Regions from separate parts of the Mus musculus genome. Here region 1 is linked to region 2. A link is a contact called in public promoter capture Hi-C data. All regions are on one chromosome and are shown on one strand. The core of a region is the stretch at or near the end of the contact, and the rest is flanking DNA. Distances in the headings are between cores, read along the strand shown.

What was found. Promoter capture Hi-C pulls out the DNA fragments that hold promoters and counts their contacts.
Region 1: a promoter capture Hi-C map of trophoblast stem cells shows a contact between it and region 2, with 5 times the contacts expected there. The contact joins the promoter of BB014433 here to the enhancer-like site in region 2. A contact is called at or near these places in 8 of 39 promoter capture datasets (3T3-L1-derived adipocytes, cranial neural crest, hippocampal neurons and 4 more), 2 of 484 Hi-C or Micro-C datasets (both in embryonic stem cells), 4 of 115 datasets of contacts at active chromatin or transcription factors (all in embryonic stem cells) and 2 of 9 other capture datasets (adipose tissue and liver).

Annotation. Positions count from the first base shown.
Region 1 is chr8:15,044,827-15,049,775 of GRCm38.p6, forward strand. BB014433 (expressed sequence BB014433) reads right to left here and starts at 1,252. Exons shown (of 2, transcript NR_037972.1): 1 at 1,141-1,252.
Region 2 is chr8:14,001,533-14,006,124 of GRCm38.p6, forward strand. It overlaps Gm5907 (predicted gene 5907), which reads left to right. Exons shown (of 3, transcript NR_131137.1): 2 at 1,312-1,481; 3 at 1,746-2,029. Among named protein-coding and RNA genes, the nearest start is that of Gm5907, 18 kb to the left of the region's middle. Within about 2 kb of position 2,754, at least 13 of the 459 cell types and tissues checked have an H3K27ac peak or open chromatin away from gene starts, as enhancers often do. A contact at or near this core is called in trophoblast stem cells, where this site is marked.

The DNA.
Region 1 (4,949 bases), core at 2-2,501, 1.0 Mb after region 2:
TGCCCAGCATGCTACCTGGCTCCTATGTGCCCTATCTATAAACCAGAGCATGCCCAGAAATACATCTACATCTTTCTTTCTGAATGATAACCTTAAATTGAGCATGCGCAGGAGTTCAACTCAGCATTAACTAAGCACGTTCAGGATGGGGCCCCCTCTCCACTGCATAGGTGTTGTTGGCTTGCCGAACAGCTCCAGGCACTTCCCCAGAGGAAGGCATTGGATGCTTTGGAAATGGTTGCCTGCCCTTCCCTTCCTGCTGCAGGTAATATATCTTTCTACTTCATTTCATGCTGGCATTTGCTTTGACTTTGTATTCACCAAGATGTAGAACCATTGCATTGGCTACAGAACCAGAATTTTGTCCAGAAAACCCTTTCAGGATGTTTATCCCCAAATGGCCCACTCAGCCTTGGGTGGCATTTCCCTTGATAGTCTGTGACCAAGGAAGATGGTTTCAAGATGCTAGACATAATTCATTTTGTTTATAGAAATTATCCCTTGCCCACAATCATGACTTTCTGGGGTATACCTGTTCCCACAATAGCCCATTCAGCTCTCAATATCAATGTCCTGAAGACTGTCTGTCTGTCTGAATGTCTCTGATTATTATTTAGGTCAAGAGCATCAAGTATGTTATCCTTGCCACTGGTGTATCTGTGCACCCTTTCCTTACGAGGACTCTGTCTGCAAACAGCAACCCATCCTGTCCTACACAGTACAGGGCCTAGGTGCATAAGAATACAGGAAAAGCCAAGGGAGTTGTTCACACCTTGGTCCAGTGAAGAGACATGTCTGTGGGTATCCTGGAGGCTAAACTTGGTAGACTTGGGTTTCCAGGAGCTGCAGGTGAGGGTGCTGCTGGTTCTGTGTGGGTCAGTTTCCACATCTGCAGTAATGGGAAGTTCTTTACCATCTTTAGAATCACTTTGTCTTTCTGGGTTTATACGAGACCCATGGCAGAGAGATGAGTAGATTTTACGAGCATGTCACATGAGCGGTGACATGATAAAAATGTATTCGTATTTAAGTAGCGCTAACAGGTATGGGTCAACTACTTCAGCACAGAATTCTGCTTCTGGGAAAGTCTAGAGACAGTGGGTTTCTTTGGTTGTTTCTTACCAGCAGGCTTGAGCTCACCCTCAATTTGTAGTTCATGGTGTTCTTAGCATGGCTCCGCAGAGGGCTGTGCCAACAGATCTTGGCTCCGTAGAGGGGTGCGTCAACAGGGCACGGGAATGTTGGGTTCAACAAAGAAGTCATCGCCCAGAACCTTCCTTCTATTAGAACCTGGAATTTATGTTTGTTCCCAGGGTCAGCACTGCATTCTTTCCCCATGGTTTCCAAGGCTTCGGAAGCCTTTGTTCCCACGTCTAGGTTCACGTAGAGCAAGGCTGTTCCATCTCGAAAGCCCCGTTGGCTTCTCACTGTCTCTCAGTGTCCTTGGGTGGACCTCCACAGCTCACGTGACTCCACACCCCACAGCTTCCTGACTCTGAAGTCCTGTCATGGGACAAACTCACATCAGATGCAGGGTGCTGAATGGGTTTTAAAGTGTGTATGGAGTCCTCCCTCTCCCGCAGATATCAGAGTGGTCATAGTACAAGTCTGGGCTCTTATCATCATAAAGGATACTTTATATGACAGGGCTAGGGACATCTCAGATTGAAGCGACTTTGGGACCCATTTGGGAGTGACAATCCAGGCCTGGGTGTTTGTAGATCATCTCTTACTGTAACAGGCCCCCAGAGCTTAGTACATCCTAAGACCTTAGGACATCTGATGTCATGTTAGAGACATTATCGTGACCTTAAAACTGGGTATGTAGGCCCCAATGCCTGCCAGAATGGGTACTAAGACCAAATCCACCAAAAACCTATGCCAGCCCATAGTACAGGACCTGGGAAAGTTCCTAAATATACCAACCTTGCTTTTTGGCATCTGTTGTTGTCTTCTTGCTAACCAAAGCTTGACAACCAGGATGTAATTTTTGTGCACGCTGACAAAGAACTGTAGGGCTCAGGGCTCCACGGTTTAGGTCTACTGGCCAGTGAAGAATTTCTATTGGCTTGAAGGGACCCTGTGTTCTTTGGAGGAGTTACCTCCTAATACTTAGCCTACACTCCCTATACCACCCTACATTCTTTGTGCCAGAAGAAAACAAGCTACTCATAATTAAAACCTCCTCTGCAGCTGGGATTAGCAAGTAGACAAACTAGGCAGCTCTCAACAGGAAAAATAAAAGGTTTCTAAGGTTTTTCTTGGTCTTGTTTGTACAGTCCTCTAAAAATCATAGAAACAGTGCTGCCTATCATGCCCCAGGATGTGTCAGACACAATTACTGTGACTTGCCAGCCCCGGGGTCAGGAGTAATGGAACTTTATTCCACATTAAAAAGGATTATGGGTAACAACACTCAAGTTCCAGACTTTTCTTTTTTTCTTTCTTTTGCACACTATTGTTGAGCTCTTCTTGAAAAGAGCTCACAGCCAGGAGAGTGCCCAGGGAAGAAAAGATTTCTGGTGGCTGGTGTGCCCTCTTGTGAACAAAGGTGATACTGCAGTAGTGGCCATTAAGAGGGAAGAGGGAGAGAAGGGCTCTTTGGGCTGTGCTAGGATCATTCATGATTTTTTGAAAATAATTTGCTCAATTGCTCGAAGTTAGTGAGTATGTCAGATCCTTGCTGGTGAGTGAAAACACTTGACAAAGCCCTAAGGGAGGGAGGGCTTGCTTGGGAGGATACACAGCTACAATTCGAGAGGATACATAGTTCTTAGTGGAGGGGAGGTTTGCATCAGCAGTAAGAAAACAGAGGGAGATGGCCGCTGTTGACCAGCCTGCTTTCTCCTCTTTATGCAGTCTGGAACCCCAGTCCATGGAATAGCACTCCCATATTTGTAGTGGGACACCCTACCTCAACTGAACCTTCCTGAAACACACACACAGAGACCTATCCAGAGGCATGCTTCTTAGTTGGCTCTCTACCAATCAATCTGACACGGTGAGCCACGGGTGTAAGGTTAGACACACATTCTTGGGTGTTTCTGCTGTGTAGGTCAACTGGTTGTGGTCAGGGTGGCAGATGTCTGGATCTCTGGGCATGCACTGGTTATTAACAGTCGATCTTTTTAGTCTCAGAGCGGCTCTGTTGTAGATGACCAACCCCCTAATTATGACTGATTCGGGGGCATGCGGGAGAGGAAGACCTGAGAAATCACTCATCTTTCCACTTCATACTCACCCGTTCTTTGGTGAGAAAGTTGTACCTGCATGTCATCCAGGGTCACCGATCTGGGAGGTGAGTGTCTGGCCACAATGCATCATGGGATGTCAACCCCATCCCTAACACACATACACTTTCTTGGCAGTATTGTTGTCTGTCTGTCTCACTTCCCCGTAGCCGGTGGGCTCCAGGTGTAGCAACAAATCAGCAGGCATTCATACAGGAGCTGCAGGGTCCCTGCACATCAATAACAGTTGCTCTGCACTAAGATAGGGAACAGGACTCCTTGAGCCCATATCTGAGAATGAGCCTGTCCCAGAGAAAGAACCCCTCAGGTATTAACTGGCTTCATTAGATGCCGAGTTAAGGGGGTGGCATATATTAATCTTCAGAGTGGCTTAACCCTAAGACAGGAATCTCCCGTCACGCTGACTTTCCTATTGGCTGGGAAGCCATGGTTCTTAGTTGTGACCAGAGAATATGGAGCAGTTGAGGCTGCGAAGGATCTGAGCTTCAGGCTTCTGTGCACCAGCAGCACCTTCCCAGGAAGCCAAGGGAAGCAGGCAAGGGCATTCTGGCTTTGTGAACCCGGAGTTTAGTGTTAGGCGGGGACTTCGAAGTGATTACAGCTGGTTATTTAGTTGTTCTTTAGAGATGTGGCCCATGGGGTTCAGGCTGGTCTTGAACTCTGTATGAACCTGAGGATGGTCTTGAACTCTTGATCCTCTTGCCTCCATTTTACAAGGGCTGAGAGGATGGCCCTGCCCCACCACTCCAGGCTCCAGATGCTCTTTATGTGGCTATTGGTGATTTACAATGTTTAAAAGACTGTCAACTTCCTATCCCTGTTGTTAACTGTATCTTGTCGAAGCTATATGGGCCCCTGAAAGATGCTCAGTCCACTGGGCTTACATGTGTGTACTGCTCACACTGGCTCAGACTGGCTCACACAGGCTCACACTGGCTCACACTGGCTCAGACTGGCTCACACAGGCTCACACTGGCTCACACTTGCTCAGACTGGCTCACACTGGCTCACACTGGCTCAGACTTGCTCATTCACCTTAGCCTCCTGAGCTAGAGTTCTGTCCCAACTCCACACTTGACCATGGCCTGGCTTTGTGCACCTCTTCCCTCTCTCCCAGGAGGCTCCATCACAAAGGTCTAGAAAACAGAAGTAATAGATTATCATTTAGATCCTTGCTCTGCATTAACAGCATTCCCTGGCTTTTTTACAAACCTCTCTGGACCATGGTGTCCACTCTCGCAGGTGAGGTGAAGGTAAGGGGCTACCCTTGGATCTCTGTAGTATGAGTTCTGCTCACTGCTGTGGTTCAGCTTGGGTTGGTCCTCAGCCTATCAGCTCTCTTTTAGCCCAGTGGGCACACTGTTTGCGTCCAGCCTGGCCAGGATAGGCAGGGCCAGCAGAATGGACTCTTGTGCCTAATGCCACTTTTACTTTATTGCAGCCACTGTTCTTGTAAACACGTGGCATGGCACATTGCTGCTAATCTTTGAGCCTCTGAGCATTTTCAGAATGGAATCCTTGTTGGCACAGCTTGTCCGAGCCTTTGCTACTGTTTCCTGGAGCCTGTCGTGGGCCAGGCAGCTGGCCACACAGTCCTGTGCAGCAAGCTTAGGCTCAGAGCATGACCATTCAGGACTGAGCCCTGAGCCTCTTGGGGATTAACCTAGGAGTGTCTAATCTGATTCCCACGGTGCCAAT
Region 2 (4,592 bases), core at 1,504-4,003:
AAACCTTTGGAAGCATGGGACCCTTAGGAGCATGGGACCGATCCTTTCAGAAAACAAGGGTGTACCAAGCCTGTTCTCACCGAGTCAACACCAGGGGCACACATCGATGGTAACAGCCTTTTGAATTCTCGGTTGCAAAGCTGGGCCAACAGTGGCAATTTGACTTACTTCATCCTGATGGACCCTGAGGGGTTTTCCAGTTTCACACCCACCTTACGGCTTCCCCCTCCCACTTGGAGTCAAGGCTAGGCCAAGTTCCATTGTCCACCCACAGGAACATTCTTGAGTAAAAAAAATTCTCAGAATGTACTGACATAGTTACCCGACCCTCTGGAAAGTTCCAGGTAGAGTTCAAATGTGTGTCATGCTTGCTAGTCAATAGATTTAAAGGTCAATATGCTTAGCCAATGAGTTTGAACTGTAACCTTGCTGATGTAACCTGTGCCCCTCAAAAGTATAAAAACTGCTTGTAATAGCCATTTGGGGTCGCCTTCTAGTCACCTGCCTTGAGGGACTAGTTGAAGGTCGACTCCTGGTGTGCCAGAAAATAAACCTCTTGCTTTTGCATCGATCTGCATTTCGAAGTTAAGTACCACTGACAGAGGAGGGTCGGGGTCTTACATTGTAGCCTTGCTGTGGCCTGCTTTTGCATCTGTCTGCACAGACTGGGAGCCACACACCCGCCACTTTATTAGGCTTGTCAGGTTATCTGTGGAACAGTGGCGAAACTGCCAGTGGATAGTGTTTTGTGTCCCTTCCAAGGGTCAGTCTGGTGTGGATAAAAAGCCCGATTTGCCATCCTCGGTTTCACGAGCTATTAATCAGTGCATTCGGAAGAATGGCTGTCATCTGCTCATTTTGGTGCAGGCTCAGCTCTGAGTTTGAAATGGTAGACCCGAGGTCAGTTAATCTACAGTGAGGGCCCTTTATTATCATAGGTGAGAGTCAGACCACAATCAGCCCAGCCAGCCAAGCATGGCCCTCAGCTGTCTGGGATTCCTTAAAGTACTGAAGCTGTTCCCAGAGTGGATACCAGCTATGATTTCAGCAGTGACCGAAACCTTAGCTCTGCTTTGCCACACAGGGTAACTGCATCTGAGTCTCGAGTTTCAGGATTATTACTTAAATGTCGATCATTACATGGCAGAGTTGGAGAACGATGACCCCTGAGGTGGGACCAGCGCAGCTGAACTCAGCACCACACAGATCATCCGGTGCACCTCTGTCCTTCATCCCACCATTTTTTTCCGCAGGGCTCCTGCACCAGGCTCCTCTGGCACTGACTTTGACTCAGTGATCTCTCATCTTCAGGTCGATGCCAACTCCTGGAGGAGGAGATTCCCGAGGTTTCCCCACTAGCCCCCTCTGTCCAAGGCCATGCAGTGAGGACCAGATTCCTGTATGCATGCCGGCTCTGCTCTGGAAAGGGGGTGCCAGTGTGCTGGACTTGGTCACGGAGAGCACGCTCATCTTATGGCTTGGTGAGAACTGTGTGGGATGGCAGAGAAGGCACTAACTGGCACCTGTGTTTAATAGCAGAAAGGATTACACTCCAGTTCTGGCTAGAACGTCTTGTGTCATATTTCCAAACATCTTGTTACAGAGTCCCAAAGTATCTGAGGAACATGCTGCACCCCTCCGCAGCAGAGAAGATGAGCATATTATCTTCATTAACTTTGATACTTTAGGGGACCTGACTGTTATTTTATTTTAAAATATCCCAATTTATTCTATTGTCTTCATAGGTGTGCATGTCTGACGTGGGTATGTACATGAGTCCAGGTATCTGAGGAGGCCTTGGATCCCCTGGATGTTGGAAGCTGCTTGACATGGTGCTGAGAACTGAACTTGAGCCCTCTGGAGGAGCAGCCAGTGCCCTTAACTTCTGAGTCATCTCTCTACCCCTGACATTGTTAGAGATTGCTGGGGAAGACTCGTACTTACTCTGTGTGTGACACCATGCCTTCCAATGTCTAGTTTCATTCCATGCCCAGAGATGTGTAAAAAAAATAAAATCAGATAAATTTCACTGCTTGTCTGGTAATTTTTCTACGTGGGCAACTTGCTTAGATTATATTGGAAATGAAACTGAAGGTAAAGATTAGACATTGCGGCAACCTGAACAGCGTAGCCGTCCAGATTCCCACCGTTTCCATGTATCCAAGTGTTTGGCACTGACCTTTCTAAAGTTTAGTTCTTGTCGCTGTTTGGAGGGATGGACTTGGAGCAGAAGAGATAGAGCGCACTGTATACGGAAGCAAACCTTGGGTAACAGAGTTCTCTTGCAGCCAAAGCTGTTGGATCTGGGGTTGGGCAAATAATCAAAGACTGGTACAGTCAAAACATTCTTCCTGGGAATTTGGATAGCTCTAGAGGGAAGCAATCTGGAGAGAGGGTTCAAGGACAGAGTTTAAGATGGGAGGGAAGGAGGGAGGCCAGGGATGGGAAGACAGAGAGCACAAGAGATGCAAGTATGCAAATGCTCAGAGGAAGAAGATGGGGACAGAGTCAGTCATCCCTGCTCACAGCTCAGCAGTTCTTCATGCCAGACCTTCGGTTTACAGATTAGAAACGGGAGACTCAGGAGTGACACAAGCTTTGGGTGGGATACAGCCGTTTCTGCATGGCTTACAGATTTTCACCTCTCCTGTCCTATGGGACTGTAACTGTACTGTCACAGGGCCACACTTGGCTGGACCACTCTGAGTGTGTCACAAAGTGGAATCTGTAGAAACAGGAAGTCCTCAGGCTGTTAGGGAGCTTCCTGAGCCGAGACATCCCCCGAGCGCCATATCTATGTTCTCACAGGGCGCCTCCTCTATCTGTTATTTTTGGATTCCTAACATGCTTGGTTTTCTTGTAAATGTCCATTTGCTAGGCTCCTCTGGGCCTGTCACAGCAGGTACTGATAAAGCCTCTTCTAGAGGCTGTAGCTCAGATGGCCAAGGGCTGCCAATGCAACTTCCTCATACCAAGCAGCCAGTATTAAAACTGGGCTTGCTTCTGTCACGGATGCTGCACCCTAAAGCAACCTCAAAGCTTCTGTGTCTGGTTCTCAGAAAGGCGATGCAGGAAGATGGCCATGACGAAGCTGATGAATTTAGTTCCCTAAACAGATATCCATAAGGAAATCAGCCTGGAAGTAGGCAAAGGCAACTACCAACTTTGGGTGGGTAGTGATGAACTGGGGCAGTGGAAGACCATGGTCAATGAAACAAACAGGCTGTGTCTATGGAACTAAAGATGACCAGTGACAGCATCTTGTCAAATAGATACAGCAGTAGGAGAAAGGAGCTATTAAAACCCACATGGGAATCTTGGAGTTGAGTATCACAGTTGACTAAGCTGGATCATCGCTGGGGCAGCTCACAGCAGCGTTGAGCTGGAAGAAGATGGGGAAATTTGACAGTAGAACAGAAGAGACTTTATAAGCTGAAGTACAGAGAACAGCACAGAGCCAAAGAAATGTGAGACACTGTTGAGACAACAGTAATCTCGGTGTCACCACCTGGATTAGTCTCACATCCTGGGGTCACCCCACTGCTAAGTCTAGGCTCTTGTTCATCTGTGCGCGTTCAGAACTGAAGACAGTGTTTTTCCCCAGTGTTTTTCGTACTTGTCAACTGTATCCCACGGCAGTGGTTTGAGTCTCTTGTCCTGGGAGTACGGAGAGGCAGTCCTTCTTGCTGAGACTGAGGCTGGAATATTTCTAGATCTGGACCAGTGTGCTCTGGGGGACGAGACGCTTCACCTGTGCCATGGGTCTGGTACAACTTCTGCCTCTATGGTGGGCCACACTTCTATGTTATAAGTGACAGAGGGACATGTCGGTATGGTGGCATAGTAGCTTGGCAAGAGTCCAAAACAAAACAAAAACTTTCTCTAGAAAATTTTATGCTAGGAGGAGATGGGCTGAAGGCAAAGTTGCTCCCAACAATGCCACAACATCCCACAGCTCTGATAACAAAGTATCTAACAGCTAAAGCTTCATTGTATTTTCCTTGCTTCTGTTTAATTTCCTTTGTAAATTGCAATGTACTTTTCCAATTTATAGGTGGAGCGAAACTGAGAAATTTTCTCTTCCTAGTTCTGGTAAAGACTATAAATAAACCCGTATCCATTTACAAATTCCCGTCATATGTGTGTGTGTGTGTGTGTTTTAAGTGTCAAGCAGGGGACTTGAGATTCCTGTCGCAGGAGAATTACTGGCTATCTGATGACATGGTTCTCAGGAATCGAGTACAATGGCCTGGTTCAGCATTACTCCCTAAGTCCTGTGGAGCCTTGGCCTCCTGGGTCTCACATTTCTCAACTGTAAAGTGGAGGCATCAGAAGTGGATTGACGGTGCACAGACCTGACACAGAACATGCTCAGCAACTGGATCCTCATTAGATCCTCATGGATCCTCTAATGAGGCCCATGTGCCCATGTCCTGCATGAGGCTTGGCCTCTGTACAGATGACATCTTTTTAAATGACATTGGCTGACCCAGGAGTCTTATGTAATTTTTTGTAGGGGGTGGTTGAGACAGGATTTCTCTGTATGCATCCCTGGACATCCTGGAACTTGACCTGTAGAACAGGCTGGCCTT